Linked DNA regions of Mus musculus: all the other regions are linked to region 1. A link is a contact called in public promoter capture Hi-C data. All regions are on one chromosome and are shown on one strand. The core of a region is the stretch at or near the end of the contact, and the rest is flanking DNA. Distances in the headings are between cores, read along the strand shown. Region 1 holds the start of Fam135b (family with sequence similarity 135, member B). Region 2 overlaps Fam135b (family with sequence similarity 135, member B). Region 3 overlaps Fam135b (family with sequence similarity 135, member B).

Region 1 (2,981 bases), core at 380-2,879:
CCACATTTGCATCCTCTGCCATTAAATTTTATTGTTATGAGAGCTTAGCAAACTCTAAGGGTTGCTAGAATCACATTCTATAGAGAAAAAAACATCCCAACAAGACAGGAGCAATTCAAGGTCATACAACAGGTATGATGAAACCAGAGTTCAGACCTGTTTGTTTCTGACTCCAGAATCTTGCCCTCTTTCCTCTACACTACAGTATAGCATTTTGCTATAATATATTGTCCTCGCTGTGGTATAAATCCCCAGATGAAATGCTGGCTAGATCACATCCTCTTGGGTAACATAACTACATCATAAATTAAAAGCCCAATTAAAGAACATACCCTTTTAACTGGGACTTACCACAGTCCCCTGGGGCTAAGATATAAAAGGAGAATCCTTTCACAGGCAGTGGCTATCCATCCTGGAAATTCTTCAGAAATCTGCTAAAGTCTATGAAAAGCTTTTGAATCAAATTACTCAGCTAACGCACCTCCCTCTCCTCGGGTCTTCTGGTGTTCTTCTCCCAGCAGAACTGGATTAAATCATGTGCCAATCTCCAGCCCTCACTATAGCCCAAAGATGCAGATAACAGTCCGTCATACATCAGGTGCACCCAGGGTTTAAAACAAATTTAACATTAAGAGCTTTGGAGCCCAGTGGAAAAGATTGCCCTCCTAGATTATATGAGGGATTGAAGTGGAGTTCTCTTCCCCATCTGTCTGAAAGTAGGATAGTTCTTTAGTAGCCAAGGGCCAGACAGAGGGTGTCTCTAACACCATACAGTGTTTGTTTTGCTGGCATCAGAGAGGGAGGAAAAAGTAGGTGAAGAGAATGGGGGTGGTGTTCTTATCTCCATTCTGGTTAAAATTTTATTTCTGTTAACATCCAATCCCCCAATGACCAAAACATCTTATCTATAGAATAGTAAACTCTGGGCATACCCCAAACCTTAAGAGTTACTACTACCTGGTCTAAACACCCCCTGCAGTGGTTGTTTTTTAAAGACTGCTATACATATAAAGAGCTACTGTGTGTTATAGCCCCTTTCCATGCCACAGATGAACTACGGTGCTCTCCACCCTCCAAAGAGATGGTCTCTGAGTCAGCTTTGCCCCACATAGAACAGAGACCATAGCCCCTCCACCTCCACAAGGTCTTCTTTTGAGCCTGTCCTGGGTTCAGTGGCTCAGAGGACCTGAACAGGTCTAAATAAGCCCCTTAGGACCACCACATTCACACAATCACATTTAATGGTCCTTCTTGTCTCTAAGCTTTGCCCAGAAGTGGGGCAAGATCAGAGGGCAGAGATATCTGAGGGGAAAATAGAGAAAGATATATTTTTTAAAAAAATCGCGGAAGAATCTCTACTCAGTAATAGAAAGCCATCCAACTAGCAACCACGCTTCCAGAAACGTCACTGCCACAGAAAGAGTTTTACAGCTGGTGACCCCCACAGCGTTCTCACCTACCTGTCTCCCACTGCAGGGCTCTCTCTCTCACCTCCTAGGGCCCTGTTCCAGCTCTGGTCCCGCTCTCTTCTGGTCTCCTTCTCCAGCAGCCAACACCGGCAGCGACTGTGGGCGGACCAAGGAGTCGGTGGCGGCACCTGCGAGCTGTCTCAGGTCTCTACCGAGAGGCTGACTGGAGGAGGAGCAAGCGGATGCTGCCCTCACCGCCGCCGCCGCCGCCACTGCCGCCGTGGTGCTGATGCGGTTGCTATGGTTATGGAACTCCGCAGCTGCCCCCTCTTGGTGCAACAGCTGCCCGGCCACCGCGGCCTCCTGGCAGCCCGAGCTAAGGTGCCCGAGGCAAGGTTGTGAATGTGGTTAAGGGAATTCTTCCCCCGCCTAGGAGAAGACTGGGAGCCTCTACTTGGGCCGTGGCTGGGTCTCTCCTCCAGCGCCCTTGCTCTCCTTCCCACGCCAGAACCTAAGGCCAGACTACAACAACACAGAGAGCGCGCTCAAGGCCTAGAAAGCCCTCCCTGCCGCTCAGCTCTGCCCCTGCAGCCTCGGTGCACCGCGGTAGATTGCGCGACTAGCTGGGAGGCGCCGCTAGCGTCCCCCACCTCTGTCCGCCAGAAGAGTCTAGGCGCGCCAGGCTGCCCTGCGGCCAAACCCCGCCCGCTCATAGGCTCTCCTGCCAGCCCGCCCGGCCTGTGGAGGGCGCAAGATGCTGGGCCAAAGAAGTCTGTCCTCAACCAGCCCAACCTGGCCAGGAGCATGCTCAGTCTCCGCGCGGAGATTGTCCTCCAGAGCCAAGATAGCGATGCAGTTAGAAGGAAAGGTTTCTTTCAGACCCCAGGGGAGAGAGGTATTAAACTTGGGAGAAGTTGGTGATGCAACAAGTACACACCTAAATAAATAAGTAGTCTGAAAGCTGGAAGTGACCCATACTACCACTACTAAATGTGCAATGGTCATTGAGCAACAGCCCATTCATCATTTACAGATGTTCTTCATGCTAAACACTAAGGGTTCAGAGGTATGCCAACTTGATCCATGGGAAAAAAATGACAACAATGAGAAAACATAAGGCAACTCACATCTACTAGCCATTCTTCAGCGGGCAGTTTGCTTGGGAATACATCATCTCACTATGACAGTGTCAAGAAGTTCTTGTGTCCTACTTGTTACAGGTGACAGAGCAGCCTTAAAAGTGGAACCAGTGCTAGAATTTGGAAGCTGAGTGTTCTGTCTATTAGACTAGGCTGCAGTAGTTCACATGGGGTGAAGGAAAGACACTTGGAAGAAGGTGCAAGTATAGCCAGAGGTGATGGTAATGAATGGGGAAGAATATTCCCACATGAAAGGGGCAGGCACCCCCACCCCACCCCCGCCCCAAACTAGATAAACAGGACCGTTTGATTTTATTTTGTCCTTTTATCCACAGGGAACACCCAGAGTGACTAGAACGGAGGGCACTAGGGAAGGTGAGACAAGAGCTTGGACTGGAGGAGCCAAGACAAAGTTGACTTTGAACACAGTGGG
Region 2 (3,150 bases), core at 1-2,500, 190 kb before region 1:
GGGTATAACATGTGATGGAGAGCCAAAATGGTTGAACAGACATGCTATTTGATGAAATTAGCAAATGGTGTGGTTATAAACATGGTAATGGTGTGGAAATTAGCAAATGGTGTGGTTATAAACATGGTAAAATGTTACCAATAGAACTATCATGGGAGAATGGGCATGTTATGATAGAGATCTTAGGTTTTTTTGTTTATTTGTTCATTTGTTTATACTGAAAAGAAAGAAGAACAAATTCACAGAGGGCTTTACTCAGATGGAGCACAGAAAAGTTCTCTAATTACACCTGGAGGAAGGACTCTTGGGAAAAATTTTAAATCACTCATCTTTAGTTCCTTCCCAGGCACAAACAACACTAGGGATATTTCAGCTCTGCACAGCAGTCAGTGTCATCACCCCCCCCCCCACACACACACACACACATACACATAATACATGCACATACTCTTCATCATTCTGGAACAGAAAGCATTTAAGTTCATGTTGTCTCCCTCCTTCCATTTAGGCCCCCTTGGCTTCTTCAACAACCCCTTACACCTCAGTGTGCCAGACTACAGTTCCTTGACCCATTTATTTCTACTTTATGGACTGTACTCTCTTCTCTGGGGAATCGGAGGTAGCTCTGAGAGTTAATACATATTTAATTTGTGAGATAAGAACTGTAGCTCACCTCCTCCTGAGCAGGAATGGAGGAGGATGTTTTGTATGTTTGACCTTTTATCAAGCTTGACCTTTGTCAAGGATAGAGCATAAGCCTACTCTAAGGCAGACCCTTCCACTGTGTTTTACCACATGCGTGGTAGTGAGCTAAGTGTCAAATGGAGAAGCTAGCTTGATGATGCTATCTCTCTTTCTAGCTAAGTTGTCATGCTGACCTACACCCCACATCAATACATGATCCTTTGTAAACAATACAATAGGTATGAAATATGCCTAAAACCACAGCGTGGGACTCTCTGAGGATGAAATAACTACAATTCTAACTTCTAATCCTGAATACACACACACATACACACATGCACATATACACAAACACATGTGTGCACATACACACACACATGCATGCACACACACACAGAGAGAGAGAGAGAGGGAGGGAGAGAGAGAGAGAGAGAAGCATTCCTGTTAATAAGTCATCAGGAAACTCAGCAAATGTGAAACAAAGAGCCTGCTTATGTGATTTGGGCCTTCCTGGACCATCTGTCACAGCCATATGCTTCCCAAGGAGAACTAAGTTTAGCTGCAATTGCAGCTAATCAAACATTGGTAAGTGCTGCAGTGTCCCTGCCTGATCATGATTGTTGTAAGGAGTACAATGTGGCTCTCTAGTTCATGGTGACTTTGGCATAGGTCACAGAATCCAACAAAGAATCATGGATTATTACACAAATAGCCAGAGTTCCCACAACTACTGCTGAACAGGCTGGATCAGGATTGTGTGGCTATCAGTACCCTAAAGGTTACCTGTAGTGACTGAACATAGTCCTGCCCAACCCAAGCCTTGGATGAGCTGGCCCATCACTGTATTTATACAGCCTCTCCTCCAGGGCCTCATTTTTCCTCAATTGCCCCTCCCATCTTGAGAAACAGTATATATACCCAGCTCTGTTGAATAGTACAGAGTGAAAATGATAAAAAAGATATGACATTACATATAGTATTGTTCATTATAATGCATGCCACGCATGGCAATGAGCAGAGTCTTATATCCTATCATCCAGCTAGGCACAAATCCTTTATTTATGAGTTCCAGGAAACCTGAAGACCCCGGGTCAGGGGAGAGAGGGTAGAATTTGGCTATAGTAATGAGAGATACAGAAAGTGATAGGCATCAATTATTACAATTGTCCCCACCTGCTGCCACTGCTGAACATTTCACCCCTGTTAAAAACCAGGAAGGTATTCCCAAATCAAGGTCACTCTGCCTCATTGTCCCATGCCTGCAAGTATGGCTTCATCTCAACTTTCCATGTTGTTCTAAATTACAAGGTGTCCTTAGCCACTTGACCTTCAGAACAGTGGAGAGGCCACCAGCATTGATTCTCTCTACTTACACAGGGTGCTAAATGACACTTTTGCTATGTTGTTGCTCTGAATGTAGACTCTAGGGCTAGACTTCTCTGAGTTTTTGATACCCTCAGCCTTTCTTGTCAGCTTAGATGTCTTAGGGACCTGACACAGTATGTAAGGAACACAGTGGTCCAGATTTTGAGGTCACATTACTCAGCCCTATCCTTGGCTGAGCCAGATCATTATTTTTCCATTGGACAAATGGGCACGGAACGGAAGAGTTCCTATTGCTCACACTGTCCACTCTGGAACCCTTCTTGTTTTCAACACCCACACTTCCTACCTTAGCTCTGAGAAGCAGTCACAAGTCTTTGGGAACAGCTAAATGTTTGACAGTGTCCACTTACTGGGCTCCCACTTCAATGCAGAAATTTGAGGGATCAACGCAGGGGTTTGTATCTTCCTATTTCTCTAACCTTCTTCAAGACTATGAAGAACTAAGCTTCTAGACCTGCTTCTCCAATATGTGGACTAAAGTGCTCTAAAACCAAAACAAAGCAGCCCTCATGTGAAGTGTTCCTGCCACATATTAAAGTTTCAATGACACGAAGAAAACTAATAATGTTATTAAATACCATGGCCACTGTCCCTGTTGGCCCTTTATAAACAATTGAGGGAAAGAATCAGGGTACTGCCTACTCTTGCTAACAGAGTTCATCACATGTTCATGGTTTGAAAGCTTAGTTCTCAGCTGCATGTGGTACTTCAGGATATAGGACCCATCTAGAGGAGGCAGGTGGCTGGGTATAGATTCCTGGAATTGATTTATACTTGGTTACTTCTTGTTACTAATTCTGTTTCCTGGTCTGCTATGATGCGAACATCCTCTACTACCATGTTCCAAGTTACTCCACAATGCCTTACCTGAAATGATGCACTAAAACTCTCTGTACCTATAAACACAAATAAATATTTTCGCTCTTATGCTATTTCTGTGAGGTCTTTTGTCCTGGCACTTCAGAGTAATTAAACAACTTGGCTCAAATATTCACATGCATCTCCAGAGGTTAGCCCTACCCACTACTGAGCTGACATAAATATTCTCTTATCGTCCCCAGCATCTTATAATTACCTGCA
Region 3 (2,937 bases), core at 386-2,885, 210 kb before region 1:
TTTTTTTTTTTTCTGCTTGCTGGGAAATAGAACTAGAGAAGACAAATGACAGGTTCAAAGTCACACAGGAGTTTAATACTGCAGCCAAGAACAAAACTCTCACATACAGCACAGCACAGTAATAATTGTTGGACTTAGACTGATTTAATTATGTAGACTATATGTATATATATAATTTTTCTTAGGGAATTTTCTCCCAAACTCTGCTCTGGAGCACTACAGGGTGCATCATTTTATCTATTTAGAAGCCAGTGAGATGCTCCACTATGTTCATAGCAGCCTTGTTTATAATAGCCAGAAGCTGGAAAGAACCGAAATGTCCCTCAACAGAGGAATGGATACAGAAAATATCGTACATTTACACAATGGAGTACTACTCAGCTATTAAAAACAATGAATTTATGAAATTCTTATGCAAATGGATGGATCTGGAGGGTAGGTAACCCAATCACCAAAGAACTCATCCTGAGTGAGGTAACCCAATCACAAAAGAACTCACATGATATGCACTCACTGATAAGTGGATATTAGCCCAGAAACTTGGAATTCCCAAGATACAATTTGCAAAACACATGAAACTCAGAAGAAGGAAGACCAAAGTGTGGACACTTCACCTCTTCTTAGAATTGGGAACAAAACACCCATGGAAGGAGTTACAGAGACAAAGTTTGGAGCTGAGAGGAAAGGATGGACCATTCAGAGACTGTCCCACCAGGGGATCTATCCCATAATCAGCCACCAAACGCAGACACTATTGCATAGGCCAGCAAGATTTTGCTAAAAGGACCCTGTTATAGCTGTCTCATGTGAGGCTATACCAGTGCTTGGCAAATACAGAAGTGGATGCCCACAGTCATCTATTGGATGGAACACAGGGCCCCCAAATGGAGGAGCTAGAGAAAGTACCCAAGGAGCTGAAGGGGTCTGCAACCCTATAGGTGGAACAACAATATGAACTAACCAGTACCCCAGAGCTTGTGTCTCTAGCTGCATATGTAGCAGAAGATGGTCTAGTCAGCCATCATTGGAAAGAGAGGCCCCTTGGTATTGCAAACTTTATATGCCCCAGTACAGGGGAGCACCAGGGCCAAGAAGTGGGAGTGGGTGGGTAGGGAAGCAGGGCGGGGAGTGGGGATGGTATAGGGGACTTTTGGGATAGCATTTGAAATGTAAATGAAGAAAATATCTAATAAAAAATTTAAAAAAAAAGAATCCAGTGAGGCTTTGCTAGCAGAACCACCCCCAAGAAGAATGTCATCTTAAAAAGGTTGAATAACCTCTCTACTGCTTATATCATTTGTAACAGGAAGACACACAAAACCTCAGGCCACAGCTCTAAATGCAAAGGTCAAATTTCAAAGTTGCCACTGGAGGAAATGGAGACACAGGACATAGGGATCTGAGAAATGGGGCAGACCCAACTGAATCATCATCTCTTACCTTCCTGGTATGCTGTATGTTCCAAAAAGCTCATTTTGCCACCAGTCTCTGTGTTTTCACAGGCCTCTGCCAGGAAGGGCTTACTGGGAGGAGCACATGTTCTCTGCTGCATCCAACCATGAGGATTCCAGTTCTATCTGCTAATGCTATGGGCTTCTTAAGATTTGCATGCAAAGCCCCCAAGGGTATGTAGAACTAAGATTGGATTCTTGGCTTGGCAGCCTTGCCTGGTGGGAAGGTACAGGGTGGGCACACAGCACTGACTCCACATAATTGGATGGGACCCAAGTGGAAAACACACAGAAAAAGAACCAAACCCTGAAAACAACTTACTGAGCCAAGTTTTGGGAGCAAGCTTGGTGCCAAGACTCACAAATCAGCCTTTCTCTCTGAACATATGAAAGACAGTCACATTTAATTTGACACAGAGCCCCAGAAACAGCCAATAAAAAACAGAAAGCAAACAAGCAAACAAGCCCCACCATACTTTATCATCTGCCTGTTAAGTCCTGATCTATAAAGTATCGATGCATAGAAACCTCTGAGATCTTCCTCAAAGACAGTTCCCATTTCATAACTGTGTAAACTGAGTTTCTATCAGCACCAATTTGCCTACATTGTAAGGACCCATCACAGCATCAGGCAGTGTACTAGGTCGTGTGTGACAGGCCAGTGGGTCAGAGTGCTCTACGGTGTTCATAATTCTGTCCTGTGCTGGACGGACTAGGGTCTTTGCAGTCTCCCAATATGGCCCATCACATTATGGCTCTCTCCCTTACTTTCTCTCTACTACCATGACTAACCTCTCTCCTGCATCTCTAGCTATTCAGTCTCTACCAGCATGATGCACACAGTTGTGCCAACCATCCATTCAGCACATATTGCTTGAACACTGGTTTTATAGGGTAGGTAACTTGTTAGGTGCTAGAAGCTAAATGAGATGTTTCCTACTTTAAGTCAGTCAAAGCTCCTGCACAGGAGAGCCAGAGATACTTAGAGCATTTGAGAAATCAGAGATGACATCTCAGTGGTGCTAGTACAAATGGTCCTGGCTGATGCAAATAATCTGAGCACCAGAGCATCTCCCAAGTTGATGGAGCATCAAGACCCTTTCACACCCTTCAGTGGCATCAGCTAAGGACCTCAGCATGTAAGGCACCTGCTGTAAATGTTTTGAGCCAGGCTATGAATGCTGCCAATTACCAATATCTCTGGCCATATTCGCTGAGGAGGAGTCTGAGCTAAAGGTTTTTAGGTAGTAGGTCTATCAGGGAGACTCTTAAAGCTACCACACAGTGCTGTGAGAGAGGCAGATCTTGGCACAAGTGAAGTTGAATGGTGATGATAAGATGGACCAAGTGATTGCTCCAATGTGGGAATCAGCTGCCAATGTCTCAGTAGCAAAAAAAATTAGCAGATGACTTTCAGGCACACCACACAGCTACTGTAGGAGGGTGAACAGCCTTCTATCCTGCCCACCCGAATGCTGAAACATGA

Evidence for each region. Promoter capture Hi-C pulls out the DNA fragments that hold promoters and counts their contacts.
Region 2: a promoter capture Hi-C map of hippocampal neurons shows a contact between it and region 1, with 4 times the contacts expected there. The contact joins the enhancer-like site here to the promoter of Fam135b in region 1. A contact is called at or near these places in 1 of 39 promoter capture datasets (hippocampal neurons), 1 of 15 datasets of contacts at CTCF or cohesin (the NIH/3T3 cell line), 5 of 484 Hi-C or Micro-C datasets (the N1E-115 cell line, cortical neurons, forebrain and 1 more) and 3 of 9 other capture datasets (adipose tissue, liver and pancreatic islet).
Region 3: a promoter capture Hi-C map of hippocampal neurons shows a contact between it and region 1, with 7 times the contacts expected there. The contact joins the enhancer-like site here to the promoter of Fam135b in region 1. A contact is called at or near these places in 1 of 39 promoter capture datasets (hippocampal neurons), 2 of 484 Hi-C or Micro-C datasets (cerebral cortex and cortical neurons), 1 of 115 datasets of contacts at active chromatin or transcription factors (SST interneurons) and 1 of 9 other capture datasets (pancreatic islet).

What each region holds. Positions count from the first base shown.
Region 1 is chr15:71,726,209-71,729,189 of GRCm38.p6, forward strand. It overlaps Fam135b (family with sequence similarity 135, member B), which reads right to left and starts at 1,630. Exons shown (of 20, transcript NM_177819.3): 1 at 1,461-1,630.
Region 2 is chr15:71,541,216-71,544,365 of GRCm38.p6, forward strand. All of the region lies in intron 3 of Fam135b (family with sequence similarity 135, member B), which reads right to left. Among named protein-coding and RNA genes, the nearest start is that of Fam135b, 190 kb to the right of the region's middle. Within about 2 kb of position 1,251, at least 21 of the 459 cell types and tissues checked have an H3K27ac peak or open chromatin away from gene starts, as enhancers often do. A contact at or near this core is called in cortical neurons, hippocampal neurons and pancreatic islet, where this site is marked.
Region 3 is chr15:71,515,471-71,518,407 of GRCm38.p6, forward strand. All of the region lies in intron 7 of Fam135b (family with sequence similarity 135, member B), which reads right to left. Among named protein-coding and RNA genes, the nearest start is that of Fam135b, 210 kb to the right of the region's middle. Within about 2 kb of position 1,636, at least 18 of the 459 cell types and tissues checked have an H3K27ac peak or open chromatin away from gene starts, as enhancers often do. A contact at or near this core is called in cortical neurons and hippocampal neurons, where this site is marked.